5 separate regions of the Mus musculus genome follow, and regions 1, 3, 4 and 5 are each linked to region 2. A link is a contact called in public HiChIP or PLAC-seq and promoter capture Hi-C data. All regions are on one chromosome and are shown on one strand. Each heading gives the region's core, a stretch centred on a gene start, on an enhancer-like site or on the middle of the called end of the contact. The rest is flanking DNA. Distances are from core to core; before and after follow the strand shown.

Region 1 (2,700 bases), core at 38-2,537, 840 kb before region 2:
CCAGTGTGGAATTACAGGCACTCAATGCATAGCTGGTCCTACTTAGGGAAAAGATATTCCCAAAGACAATTTGGGTATGGCTCCATCCCTTAGCTTTATAAAAGTAAGCATGTGTTTTGCATTTCGGATTGTTAGCCCACATTAAGAGTCTAGCCTAAGAGTTAACACAAACAGAAGCATTTTCTTTCTTTTCCATCATTTCTAAATGTCTGAATCCTCAGAGACAGTCCCCTAGTACCTTAGACACTGATACCTGACACTGAAACAAATAGTTAAATATTGAATATAAGTAGCATTTAATTATTTAAAAATTAAAAGGGGAAAGCCATGGTATCCAGGCCTCCTGAAGCAGAGCAACTCCAGACTTGCATATTCTCCAGGGCTGGTGTCCCACTGAGGAATGTAGGGGTATCTAGGGAGGAGATTCAAGCAGGGACACCAGACAAGGGATTCCCAGCAGCGCCTCCTCTCTCTTTTGTGAGGCCTTAGGAGCATCGTCGCTGCGTAGGGACATTCCCTTGGCATCGCCAAGACCCTGCGCTCACCAACAGCCGTACCACCCCGGGAAGTTCCCCAGCCTCGCCGCCCGAGTCCTGGTAAAGTTTCCATAGCCGTCGGGTCCCTGCTTGCAGGCTCTGCAGTGGCTCGCGGAGGGCAAAGCTGTGGGAGCTGGGTCCAGTTCATCCCGGAGGCTGAACAGCCCGGAGGCTGAAGCCGGCGCCGTAGCCAGGTTGGACAGAGCCCTGAGGTCATGCACAAAGGGACCCGCCCCCAACCACCCGGGTCTCTGGGGACCCGTCGTGTGCTAGAGCGCGGGTGAGCAGAAGAACCAGCTTCCGAGCCCCACCCAGACCTAAAGTCCGAGCCCAGGACCCTGTCCCTATCTTAGTCCGCATCTCAGTCTAGACACTATACCAGCTCGCTCCCCCAGGACCTACCCCTAATCCTGGCCGGGGCCCGAGTGTCCAGCCCCAGGCCCACAGCCGGACCCCGCCCACCCGGCCGAGCTCACCTGGCGCGCGGCGTGGGCGGCTCCGCAGCGCGGCCTCCGCCCCCAAGACAGGCGTCCCCAGGTCCCCCGGTGCGCGGGGAGCGGCCTCTCCAGCGCCCAGCACCGAAAGTGGCTCCCGGGGCCACAACTTGTGCTTGTGAGGAGGTGAGGGGGGGAACACTCCTCCTCCCCTACTGGAGCAGCCAGCAAGCAGGCTAGCCCTCCTACCCCTCCCGCTGCCCGTGCGCAAAGCGGACCTGGCCGGAGACGAGGCCTCCGCCCCGCCCCATCCAACTGCGAATTTTCCCATTGGTAGAGAGACGCGCCCCGCAACCCGCACCGATTGGATGGATGTGCAGAGATTGCGGCTTGCTGTTGGGTTCCTGGTATTGTCAGTCTTAGCCCAGGTCGGCCCCCTAGCAGAGCAGGCCCTGACACCTGCCCGGAATGCTGTGGCTGCAGCAGCTGCAGGAGGCTCGGAGTTGCCCCCTCCCGGCCATCTTCAGAGGAGTTCTGGGGATAGTAGGCCCTGAGCTGGAACTTGCAGGGCAGGCGGTCACTCCCGGATTCCAGCAGCGTTGTCTCCATCTCCACCCCAAGTTCCCAGGTATCCTGCTGTTAACCGGACATTGAGCGTCGATTCCTTTCTATTGGCATAGAATGGTATTTATCTTACACTCCGCAAGTGTAAAGATAAATCCCATTTTACAGATAGAAAATTGAGGCTTTAGGCAACCAGGGCGTGAACCCAGTCGTTGGACTTCCAGCCTTGGGGGCTCTCTCACTGTCCCCATAACCCCTGCAGCAAGGACGAACAAGGTCAGCTAGGCTGGTACAAAGTGGGGATGGTTGCAGTGATTTTGAGGGCAAAAGCAGACTCTAGAAAAACTAGAGCTTTTTTTCTTCTATGAAGCCTGTATTTACAGAGCCTTTGGGCACTCCCTACAGCTGCATGAGACTGCTCTTTCCCCGGGGCAATGAAAAGCGTCCTCTTCCCGGGAAAGGGGAATTATGTGTTTATCTCTTCCCCACTACACCCTGGTGTCCCGATTTCCTCTGCCCTGCTTTGAGTCTTGGAGAAATATCAAGGAGCTTTATCCACTGCCTGAAAAGATAAACACATATTTCCCTACTAGGTAAAGCACACCAAACACATCTCTGCAGTGACATAAGGCAGTGGAGGGGACCCACGGGGGATGCTGTAACATAAACAGGAGATGGAAGTGCAGACTGTGGAAATGAATCTGGCCTGTGCTTGCTCAGAAGCCTCTTATCCTGAGTGCACTGGAAATGAGCAACTCTTCTGGGCTGTCGGTGTTTCCCAAGGCCCCTTACAGATAGTGCTAATGGAGGCCAGGGTGTGTGTGTGTGTGTGCGTTTGTGTGTGTAGGGGGTCTACCCAGATGGTCATATTTCACCCACCTATGCTGAGTCCAGTGTGCTCACCCAATAAGGGTTGCTTGGTGAAGACAAAGAAAGTAAATGCCTGGAGCAGGAGCTCACTTCTGGGTCGCCTACAATACAAATTGATACCAGGAGCTTTTCAGAGTCAAGGCAGTTGCTACTAATCCGTTGGTATTGCTACTTGAAATGAACACCATTTGGCATCCTGGTATTGAGATATTGTTGCAGCTCTGGCAAGGCAGAGTGAGCAACTCTAAGAAAGCAGAGTCTTCCAAGAAGGTAGCTCTCTCTAGGTAAAGCTGTAA
Region 2 (2,800 bases), core at 127-2,626:
GCTGTTGTCTGATCTCCACATTTGCGCCCCTCCCCCCATAAGAGATGTTACAAAACAAAAATTTGGGCAAAGCCTAGAGAGAAGTGTAGGGAAAGAAGAAAAGTGCCAGTAGGGCTAGCATGTTTCTTCCAAAGCTGTCTCCTCTTTCAACACAAGGATATCTCCATGAACCTAGCACAGGCTGCCGTTTGAATGCTGGATAAAAGGGCTTTAGGGGTAGGGTCTTCCTCACCGTAACATGGGAATCAAGGGCAAAGCACCACACAGATGGCGAAACAGAGGCTCACAAGGCATAGCTAATGACTCCCATCCTCTGTCTCTCTCTGTCATCATCCCCTGCCACCACTTCCATCAAAACAGGCAAACTCACCCGTTGTCTCCACCAAACACATAGATGGCATCCTTATATGCCACGACTGTGTGCTTGCTGCGCCTAGAAAGAAAGAAGGGGTGAAGGGTGGTGAGACCGGAACTCTCCCAGCTGGCACCCAAGAAATGGGACTACACACATGGTTGCTACCACATAAGTTTGGACAAAGCCTCTCAACTGCTAAGATCTATAGAGATCCTTCAGTTCTTCAGACAGCAAGGACATACATCGGGGACGCTTCAGACTTCCCACTCATACCTCACAGCTCAGGGACCCAAACAGGATCCTCAGAAACACAAGTCTGGTACCCTGCCTAGAATCACTACGGTGCTGTTCCCTGGGAACTCAGCTTTGGGAACGACCAATCTATACTCCAAGACATCACACGGGATTTCGTCCCTACAGCCCGTCCTAAGACCAGCTCTCGTCCCTACTACCAGTGCCTTCAGGATCCCTGTACACTGTCGTACCGGGCGCCCACGAATTCGTCACAGGGCGGGAGGCGCCGCCAGCGATGCACTGTTTCGAAGGGTCCAAAGTTGAGCGTCAGGTACTCGACACTGTCTGAGCAGCTGTGGTCAAAGTCCACGCTCGGAGCCACCTTGGAGCGTACCCCTCCTGTCAAGGCCCCGGACCCAATGGGGCCTCCGGAGCCAGCCATCCCTTGTTCAGGCTGGATAGGCCGCCAGGTTGCAGGACTCACGGCCACCGCCCGGGCAGAGCCAAAGGACTACACTTCCCAGAGAGCCCTGCGCCGCTGGTGTAGCACTTCCGGCCGGTTTGTCGGGCCTCCCGACAAACCTCGCGCTTCCCGCGACGCGGCTCGCTATCGAGGAACCTGGCAGCCCGGCTCCTCGCATTATCGTATATCGAGCACATCACATTCTGGAAAGTATTTCTGGCCAAGTCTCGATTTGGGTTTCCTCTTTCAGGATACGCACTCAGACCATAGTAAACCACTGACATTCTCAAGGCAGCGGCGAGCTACACGCTCCCGGCATGCCTTGTAGTCGGGCTTTGCTGTCTCCCGGAAGATCCCCCCGCCCTCCTCCAGGATGAGGTTTCGGACTTGCAAGCGAGCTGCTCAATTGTCCACCTTCTGTTTGTGCTCCCCAAACCTGATCTTCACTGCTCCCCCTCTGCTCTCTCTTGGCATTCTTGTCTGGGACTCTCGATGGCGGGGCACCTCTGGGTTCTCAGTTGAGAGCAGTATCTTCATTTATTTCTCTCCTCTCTCTTCCTCCCCCTCCTTCTCTCTCTTTTTTTAAAAGATTTATTTATTATTATATCTAAGTACACTGTAGCTGTCTTCAGATGCACCAGAAGAGGGCGTCAGATCTCATTACGGATGGTTGTGAGCCACCATGTGGTTACTGGGATTTGAACTCATGACCTTCAGAAGAGCAGCTGGTGCTCTTAACCACTGAGCCATGTCTCCAGCCCCTTTCTCTGTTTTGCTGTGGGTTTTGAACCTAGGATTTGATCAGCATGCACTCTGCCACTAGGCTACACCACAATTTGTGTGTGTGTGTGTGTGTTTTATTTGTAGTCTGCTGCCAGCTGAATCACCCGTGAAATGATTCAGGAAGTTCAGGCAAAAGGGACACATGTAGTGAAATGGATATAATGTCAGTTGGTCTAGTTTCATATTTTTTTGGTAAGAGCTTATAAATGTAAAATAGTAAAAGTCAAGAGCAGCTTCACAATGGCTATCCTAACTGTACAAAAACAAAACCTAGAGATATACAGAATGCAACTGGATAGGTTTTTGAGTGACTACTGCAATCTAGCAGAGTGTATTTGTGAGTTAATAACAATGAGGTGATTTTCATTTTGTTTTATTTCAGACAGGGTTTCTCTGTGTAGCTCTGGCTGTCCTGGAACTCACTCTGTAGATTAGGTTGGTCTTGAATTCAGAGATCTGCCTGCCTCTGCCTCCCGGGCACTGGGATTAAAGGTGTGCGCCACCACCTCCTGGTCTGAGCTCAGGTTTCTGTGGCAGCATGGAGTCTGCAGGACCCAGCTCCCACCTCTCTTAAGTGGACAAATACAAAAGCTGTCTCTGGCTTGTGAAGCTTTTTTAAAAAAAAAAAACAAAAGACTGAGACTTCTAACCCTCCTGCCTCTGTCCTGAGTGCCACTATTACAGATGTGTCACATCATGCCTGGCTCTAAGTGTCGGCCCAATTACACTAGGACACAGTTCTGCTGAGACATGCGTTTTAATTTTAAGGTAATGTTGAAGGGGCTTGCTGGGAAAATCGTCCTAGTAGAGGAAACCAAGGCAGAGCCTGTCCTGCCTCTACACCCAGCTGTCAGTGACAGCTGAGGCATTAGGAATGGACCATCTTCTGGAGGCTGTGGTAGCCTGGCTGGAGGCGAGGCAGACAGGTCAAGGCAAGCCTTGGAGGACTCAGATTCCACAGTGAG
Region 3 (2,700 bases), core at 108-2,607, 910 kb after region 2:
TGAGATGGCTCAGCGGTTAAGAGCACCCGACTGCTCTTCTGAAGGTCCTGAGTTCAAGTCCCAGCAACCATATGGTAGCTCACAACCATCCGTAAGGAGATCTGACTCCCTCTTCTGAAGTGTGTGAAGTGTCTTCTGAAGTGTCTGAAGACAGCTGCAGTGTACTTAGATATAATAAATAAATAAATCTTTAAAAAAAAAAAAAGCTATTGTCTTGAGCCAGGTAACCATGTTAGCTACTTTTGTCTTTTCTCTGTGGTCATGTCCTTTTTCTGCCGTGGAAATGTACATTGGAAACTGCTTCATATTCATAAATCTGTTGACTTTATTACTACATTATCTTTAACAGTGGTCATGATAAACTGGGTCTTGTGCTGTTCTGGAAACCAGTGTTATTCTGTGGATGAAATCTGAAGGGAATCTGTCTGCACCGACTGACTGGCTGGTTAGAACTTCAGTACTGTAGAGAGGTTAGAACGCTGCAAGCCCAGAGGCTAATTAACTTACCTTGGCCTAGCTTTAGCCCAGGGGAACAGTCATTTCTTGTCCACCTCTACTTTAAAACTAACATCCCATGACTAACAGATTAAACTAACCTTTGGAATCTATTGACTGACTTAGATGACTTCTAGCAACCACAAAGCTAAGAATGTCACGAGATAGTATCTCAAGCCTATTCAAAAACCTCCATCTTGCTGGTAACCGCCTCTCTGATATACCTACCAATGGACTTTAAACTTGCCTTGATTTACGACTTTCTTTGTTCTGTGAAACTCTAAGACTGCTTCCGCATTGGAACATGGAATTTGAGGTTGTCTAAATCTGTGTTCCTGGGCCATGGTTACTCAAAAGGGCTGCAGAAGAAACTTTTATTCCCTTTAAGGTGAGAGCTGCGCTTCCTTATTGCTTGAACAGCGCTCCCGGCAAGCTGATTCGCTTCTTCCAAGAGCCGGCGGTGCATCTGGAATTCCGGCTTCTCAGTCATTTTCAAAGCTGGGTTTCCTTACCTAAAGTTTGCAGCGCGGTAGCCTGGGAGACTTTGGCTCTTGAAAGTGTGGTGAGTAACAGCCAGACTGTTCTTCCAGCATCCCAGGGCGTGGTCGGTAAGTAAGCTGATGAGGCGTTTCTGAGGTTCAGGTGAGCCAGGCAGGTGCACTCTGCCTTCCCCTGGGCCAATGGGCGACGCCGGTCCCCCCCAAGCCTCTTCGGCGCTCGGGCGGGACCGCGCTGCACTCTGGCGATTGGCTGTGCAGCGGGGGCGGCCTGGGCCGGCCGCTGCCGGAGAGTCCGACGACGGAGTCGGAGCGCAGGCCCGGGAAGCGAGGCCTGCGCGGGGAGGGAGCGCAGGGAGTCGCGCAACCTGGACGCGCGCGGGGCAAGGCTTGCGGGAGTGACCGCAGGCCACCATGAACAGCGAGAGCGACCATAACTTCAGGCGGGTGGCCATCCGGCGGAAGTCAGGCTCCTACCTGCCGCCCGGGATCCCCCGGCCCTGGAGCAGGCCTTCGCCGCAATTGCGGCGCCTTGACCGTGTCGCGCAACCCAGCCAGGCCGCAGGTAATGCGTGGGTGAGCGGAGCGAGGGCGTGCCGCGTGTTGGGGGGCCGGCGGGGGGCGTGCCGCGCGTGTTGGGGGCGTGACGCCTGTGTTGGGGACTGGCGGAGGGCGTGCCGCGTGTTGGGGGCTTGACGGGGTGTTAGGAGTGGAGTGGGTGTGGGTGTGTGCCTTTGGCTGTTGAGGACCTGGGGGAAAGGGCTGCCTTCTGTTGTGAAAGGGATCCTCACAGGTTAGTTACCCCGCAGGACACTATTCCTAGTTAGTTTGTTCTTTCTCCCAAAGCTTCAAGAATATGGCCAGCTTGTTCTTAAAAAACTAAAGGTGTGCCCTTAGAAAAAGCTTTATTAGGAATTGTACAACCTATTTTTCAATATACTGCTGTTTAAGATTCACCAAATTCCTCTGCTCAGTTGACCTTAGTTCCCTGGCGCTCCCTTCCCGAGGGCAAAAGTCAAACACTCAGATAATGTTTATGTTTTTGAATATTTTGAATCTTAAAAAGAAATCTCACCCTTCTTTACTTTCATTTTGTAATGATTGAGCAAGCAGCTTTGTGTTTTTATCAATATGATCAATGTCGAGACTGGTAAATATGCTGTCTATTCCTTGTCCCGAAGCTATAGAAGGCACATGACAGAAAATCGTGATGGATGGTGTGTTAAGTGTGTGTTCACGTTAGATAAGTCAGGATGTGAGATGATGCATGAACTGGATCACGGAGAGTCCTCTGTAATCATTTCCTGTAGAAGTAAGAAACTGATAAAGTATTCTGGAGATCTCTTCCAGTTCTAGCTGTGATTCACCAAACTGAATGAAAATGTTATTAAGTGAAAATGGTTTGCTTTGTCATCGCATTTTGTCACCCGTTGTTTTCAGCACAGACACTGGTCTGATGCCTCTGTTATGTTACTAGATTTATTTTCAAATGCTTTGAAGAGACGATCAAAATATGAAACATCCTCTTTCAAGAGTCACAGTATAGTCTATAAATTATTTCTGCAAAGCAGCTATGCTTGTAGGAGAAAGGGTTCTGTTTGCTCTTTTATTTATTTGTGCCCTCCCCATTCCCCCACCCCCATACTGGGAGTAGAATTCAGGGCACTTGGGTAAGCAGGCTACTACTCACTATGCCCAGCTATCCTGG
Region 4 (2,700 bases), core at 131-2,630, 620 kb before region 2:
GGTCCAGCTGCCCGGAGCATCCCTAATCAAAATCCAAGTGTGTCTCCATGGGAGTGGGTCTTGTTAAGGGGCCCCACCATGTGCTAAGCATGAAGATCGCAGCAGGCAGGCTGCATAAATGCATGTATGGTCATAGGTGTGTAGGCAGGAGTGAGGACAGAGCTATGCACCCGAGTACAGGGATGTGCTTATAGCATTTATGTGCATGTGCACACTAGGGCAGATTTGGTATGCATGTGCACTGGAGGTGTGCAAGGCTGTATGTAGCCCATGTAGACACGTGCAAAGAAACGTGTGTGCAGCCTGCGGCACCATGGACATCAGCAGGGTAGATAGGGTGGGCACCTGGGGAAGGCAATGTGTTCACCCCAGATTCTCCAGGTAAGGCATGTCCAACCTGCATGAAGCCCATCCTCCCTTGCCCCTACTGTGGGGGCTTTGCAACCGGATGGGAGGAGGGAATCCCACAGGGCTGCCAAGGAGGGGGTGTTTCGAGCACCAACGCCCCTCAATGGAGCCGCTCACTCTCAGGAGCTCTCCCGATCTCCGAGGAGGAGACATTGCCTTGCGTGTGTGTGTGTGTGTGTGTGTGTGTGTGTGTGTGTTCTCCTCTCTACCTGCTCCAGAGATAGCTCTGGGATCGCCCTGTCCCCCACGCCCTCTGCTGCTGCTGACACCCGTATTCATCCCTACTCCGTTTGACCCCAAAGAAACAGCTTCTGAGCAGGGTTCGCTGGGCAGACCCCATCTCGGTCCGGTGCCCACGTTTCTGCAAACCCGCTCATTAACCCATTCGCCGCCTTTGCGCTCTCAGGTGGGACCCCGCCCTTCCAGCCCTCAGTCTCCACCCGGCCCTGGTCCAACATCTGGAACCTCGTACCCTCCATCCCTGGCCCCGCCGTCGCTGTCAACTTTCCCGCAAAGCCGCAACTTTTGCGGCTGCCGCGGGCTCCGCCCTCCCAGGGCCCAGTTGCTAGCGGCCAGCGCGCGGCGTGGCACTGCGGTGGCCCTCGGGAGCGACCGGCGACCCGGCTCCATCTCTGGCAGCGTGAGCCATGCCCTGCGTCCCCCCCGCCCCGCCCCGCTGCAGCCTGTCTCCGGAGCGGCGCTGACACTCACCTCCGGAGGACGCCCTCTTCATCTTCGGGGTCGAGCGGGGCGCGTCGGGCACTGGAAGCGGCTTCGGGGCGGGCGCCCGTCTGCGCGCGGCCGGGTCCGCATCCAGGCGCCGCTGCTCCGGCCCGGTCCCGGCCCGGCCGCGGGACGAGGCTCCGGCGCTCCGCTCTACCGGGCCGGGCTGGGCTCGCGGGCTGCGGGCGCACAGGGTGAGGGCGGCGGCGCGGACTGGCGGGGCGCTCGCAGCGCGGGCCAGGAGAGGATGAATGTTTTATGGGATCATGTGGTTTGACGCGCGGAATCCGCCCGGTCTCCCCGCCGGTCCGGGCGGGGCGGGGCCGGGGCGGGGCCTGGCGCCGGGCGGGGCGCTCACCTGGGCGCGCCGCGCTGGGGCGGACCGGTGGGTACGGGGTGTAGGGCAAGCGGGCGGGCGACGGGAGGGGAGGCGAGGGTGTCCGGAGCGCGGTGCAAGTGGCAGGACGCGCTCAGCCACCCGGTGCACGGGCCACGCGCGGTCCCAGACAAAGGCGGCGCATTCCTGAAGAGGCGGCGGCCCCTGCAGGCGGCCGCGGGCACCGCGTCCCGGAACCGGCCGTGGGCGCGGGCTCGAGGGCGTGGCGGCACAGGCTGAGTCCCGAAGGGAGTCCTGGGCATCGGACAGATGCAGCAGGCCTTTGCATGGCCCGCCTCCGCTTGCCCCTTAAAGCCCTTTGCTCGAAACTGTCCTAGGCGACTGGGTAAGAAAACTGAGAGGCAAGGTGTAATAGCGCAGTAGTGCTCTCTCCAGCTTTGTAGTTCCCTGTCCCAGGAAGGACACTCAGGCTTTGTCTGCACCTGCCTCTGCACAAGCTCCTATCATTTCCCCTTTGCAATGGAGATTACAAAGTCCGAAGAATCCTCTGGACCCACCCTCCACCAAGCCAGATCAATATAAGGCCAATGTTCCTAATGGCAACCCCCCCCCCCAACATGTCCCATCTCCCATTCCTGCTTGGGTGCTCTATCTGGAGTTCTTAGGTGCATTCTGGGGTGGGGTGGTGGTAGAGGTGCTTCGGCTGGCTGCCAGGTCGTTGTCTGTATCTGTCCTGCACATTATCTAGCCAGAGAGCTGGATAGGGCCCATGGTCCGCCTGTCTCAGTAGAGAAAGAGAACACCCAGTATGGCATAAGCTTCAGGGGTGGAGAGCGCTGAAGAGCCTGCAATGGAATGGCTTTCTGGCCATATATGGAAGCTACACTGCTCGGTCCTGCCCTGGCTGTGTCCCCAACCACACCTCTGTGTGCTTTGTCCCAGTTGTCCTTGTTCATTTGACTTGGATTTTTCAGGTCACTGAAATGTGTGAGATGAGGTTAAGGCAGGGCAGGCACTCACGGCCACTTCTTCATTGGATACTGGTCACCAAGTGCCACCAGATTGACCCCTATGTGACTCAGTAAGTTCTCATTTCCACTCCCCACCACATGGGAGGCTGGCCACCCAGTGACAGATGAATAACCCAAAGCCAACTTCAAAGAGCCAGCAGAAGGCCATGGCCTATAGCCTAGACCAACACCTTTCTCCCAGTGTCCTCGAATCCAGCAGTG
Region 5 (2,700 bases), core at 15-2,514, 780 kb before region 2:
CCAGCAACCACATGGTGGCTCACAACTATCTGTAATGGGATCTGATGCCCTCTTCAGTTGTGTCTGAAGAGAGCAATGGTGTACTAATATAAATAAAATATATCTTAAAAAAAAAAATAGATACAATCTCCCCAACCTTAGGGATATAACTCAGTGCTTTTAGCATTAACACAAGTGTGCTGAGACCGTGAGTTCTTCAACATGTTACCCTTTAGTCGTGTTTTTAGCATCCACTTTTCATGTCCAGCAGCAATTACTGAAGTGTTTGCCTAACGGCAGACAGTTTTCTATAAAATTTTTATTACACTTATTGACTTGAATCAGAACCTAAAGGAAAGCTAAACTATTTGAGGTTCTGGATAGTATAAATATAACTTATCCCCACCTTAGTCCCGGGCTTATAGCAATGAAGTAATGGTTTGTGGGTTCGGGATTTGAAGGGCTCAGGAACAGACCTGGCTAACTTCATTTTGTTTCTGAGTCACTTCTGTCCTAAAGAATTTTCCTAAGTCTCATACTGCTACCACGGGTGTCAGATGAGTCTGGAACTGCTTAAGTTTCTTTATGGTCTTTGGCACTGACACAAGTCTGCAAGGCCTACCTAAGGTCCACCCCAAACTAAAAGGACCCCCAATCGGCTCTGCTTCTCCTTCCTTTTTTGACACGGAGGATGCTGTAAGCACAGCGAACATTTTTAGTCATCAGATCTTTGTCCTTCCTGGTGTGATGATATTGCGAGTAAAACTCCTTTCCTATCCTCCGCATCGCGCATCTTATCCGTTGACTTTCTAGGATGGGTGTACCTCCAACATTGTCCTTGGGACGACCCAGAGCCGGAGGTCCATTGTCATTCGCAAACTCAAAAGTGACTATTGAGCTCAACAGAGGCCAGCTCATAGATGAGCTCCCAGCGTCCCTCGCACTCCCGCGCTCCCCGGCTCCCGGCAGCCTCTACGCGCCTCTCTCCCGGCGCGCCCCGCGGCCGCAACTCAGCCCCACCCGGAGCGACAGCCGTTAGAAGTGCCAGGCTTGCGGCTGGTCCCGCCCATCCCGGTCTCCATAGCGCCTCGCAATTGGGCCGCGCGCGCCTCGCGCTGCCGATTGGCGGCCGCCTCAGCCCGCTCCCGGCTCCCCCAATGCGCGGAGGCCGTGCGCCGTGATTGGTAGCCCTCCGCCAAGGCCCGCCTTCCGCTCGCCCGCGCGGCAGCGGGTCTCAAGAGCCGAGCGCTTTGCAAGGGCCTTCGCGGGTTGTGGCGGCGCCGGGGTCGGTGAGGGTCGACCGGCTGTGGTCGGGCTGCGGGCGGCTCGGGCAGGTCGCGGGCGCCACAGGTAGGTGCGGGGCGCGATGGGCGCCCCGCGGGCGGCGGGCGCTGCGGCCTGGAGAGGCTGCGCCCTTTCCTTCCCTCCTTCCACCCCCACCCCTCCCGGGCGAGGCCACAGGCCGGGGCTCGGGGCGGGGCGCGGCGCGCTAGGCGGGCTGGGCCACGCGGAGTCGCGGCCTTTGTGCAGTGGGGGCCGGGCCCGGAGCCCAGGCATCATGAACGTAGGGTGCTGTCTGCCTGGTAACGAAGCCCCCTGGGCGGTGGGCCCGAAGCCATTGCCTCGCCTTCTGGCGGGAGAGGTGTGGGCAGGGACACCTCAACGCCCCGAACTCCGCCTGTTTTGTTTGGAAAAAGCCAAGAAACCGCCCAAGTCTCCACCAAATTACCCGTGGATGAAGTGTCATGTAGCTTATCAGAATGTGGTTTTACAGTAACAATGAACGTTGTAGAAATAAATGGCAAGTGGCAACCTGTTGACAGCGATACATGTCAAGTAGTATCATCCAGTGGATTTGGGTTGCTGATGGTAGGAATTTGATTTGCCATCTTGCATGCTTGCATGTACCTTATTGCCAGATGCAGAGATGTCCTGTGTTGGGTTGTTGACTCTTGTATGCCAATCACTATTAGGGTGCCCACTCTCTGCTGGCTCAAACTAGACTCCCAGCCTTGGAAGTGGCTCAGTTCCCACTGTAATCCATCACTAACCGAAGATAGTGAAAGGCTGGCCCAGCTAGTGTGGCCTTTCAGTTTAGAATAGGATTTGCGGGGTGACAAAGGAATTGATGAGGTCATACTGCCTTTGGGTTGAGCGGGAGGCTGCAGCTGTAGCACTGGCCATCCGTTCAGCAAGTAGGAGTTGTTCACATGTTTTGGGTAAGCCCTGTGCCAGGGTCCAGGGGAGCCAGCAGTGGGTCTGACTTGCTCACAGTCTAATTGGCAAATCAAAATCTGCATCCATAGGTCCAGTCAGCTGAAGAATAGTGAGGTTTACAGGCAGGAGGGCTACCCTTTGAGCTGTGTTGCCAAACATGTGGAGCAGGCAGTTCACAGTGGCTGTCTGAATTTTACCTTGTGAGAAACATGATTTTGACTGGTTTGCCCAGTTTGGCCTTCTCTTGTCATCATTCCCCTCCCATGTGATCCTATGTACTTTTCACATCAGTTTCCTTTGACATCTTCCATGACTCCCATCTCCAGTACTGTCTGTCCTCCCTTCTGATCTCCAATCTCCTGCTTCTAGTTGTCTATTCCACTTTAACACCAAATAGGTTGATTCACTCCAAGAGATAACCACAGTCCGTGCCAGAACAATCCTTATGCCTGTCTAAAGTCACCTTGGTGCCTCTCATAGGCCTGCATGTATCTCCTAAGAAGC

The links. Promoter capture Hi-C pulls out the DNA fragments that hold promoters and counts their contacts. HiChIP or PLAC-seq counts read pairs in DNA pulled down with a chosen protein or histone mark. Capture Hi-C pulls out chosen DNA fragments and counts their contacts.
Region 1: an HNF4G HiChIP or PLAC-seq map of pancreatic cancer cells shows a contact between it and region 2. The contact joins the promoter of Arvcf here to the promoter of Lztr1 in region 2. A contact is called at or near these places in 2 of 115 datasets of contacts at active chromatin or transcription factors (bone marrow-derived macrophages and pancreatic cancer cells).
Region 3: a contact with region 2 is called in a FOXA1 HiChIP or PLAC-seq map of pancreatic cancer cells. The contact joins the promoter of Fgd4 here to the promoter of Lztr1 in region 2. A contact is called at or near these places in 2 of 115 datasets of contacts at active chromatin or transcription factors (pancreatic cancer cells and pro-B cells).
Region 4: a contact with region 2 is called in a promoter capture Hi-C map of pancreatic islet. The contact joins the promoter of Rtn4r here to the promoter of Lztr1 in region 2.
Region 5: a promoter capture Hi-C map of liver shows a contact between it and region 2, with 2.7 times the contacts expected there. The contact joins the promoter of Dgcr8 here to the promoter of Lztr1 in region 2. A contact is called at or near these places in 4 of 39 promoter capture datasets (the C10 cell line, fetal liver and liver).

The regions. Positions count from the first base shown.
Region 1 is chr16:18,346,769-18,349,468 of GRCm38.p6, reverse strand. Arvcf (armadillo repeat gene deleted in velocardiofacial syndrome) reads right to left here and starts at 1,287. Exons shown (of 18, transcript NM_001272029.1): 1 at 1,013-1,287. It also overlaps a transcript of Tango2 not described here.
Region 2 is chr16:17,507,259-17,510,058 of GRCm38.p6, reverse strand. It overlaps Lztr1 (leucine-zipper-like transcriptional regulator, 1), which reads right to left and starts at 1,376. Exons shown (of 21, transcript NM_025808.4): 1 at 841-1,376; 2 at 371-433. The coding sequence starts at 1,031. It overlaps Aifm3 (apoptosis-inducing factor, mitochondrion-associated 3), which reads right to left. Exons shown (of 20, transcript NM_001291070.1): 20 at 2,577-2,800.
Region 3 is chr16:16,598,635-16,601,334 of GRCm38.p6, reverse strand. Fgd4 (FYVE, RhoGEF and PH domain containing 4) reads left to right here and starts at 1,357. Exons shown (of 17, transcript NM_001301817.1): 1 at 1,357-1,557. The coding sequence starts at 1,407.
Region 4 is chr16:18,126,322-18,129,021 of GRCm38.p6, reverse strand. It overlaps Rtn4r (reticulon 4 receptor), which reads right to left and starts at 1,380. Exons shown (of 2, transcript NM_022982.3): 1 at 1,120-1,380. The coding sequence starts at 1,141. It overlaps Gm52241, which reads left to right. Exons shown (of 2, transcript XM_030249377.1): 1 at 1-381; 2 at 815-1,408. The coding sequence starts at 358. The coding sequence ends at 1,408.
Region 5 is chr16:18,287,732-18,290,431 of GRCm38.p6, reverse strand. Dgcr8 (DGCR8, microprocessor complex subunit) reads left to right here and starts at 1,264. Exons shown (of 14, transcript NM_033324.2): 1 at 1,264-1,329.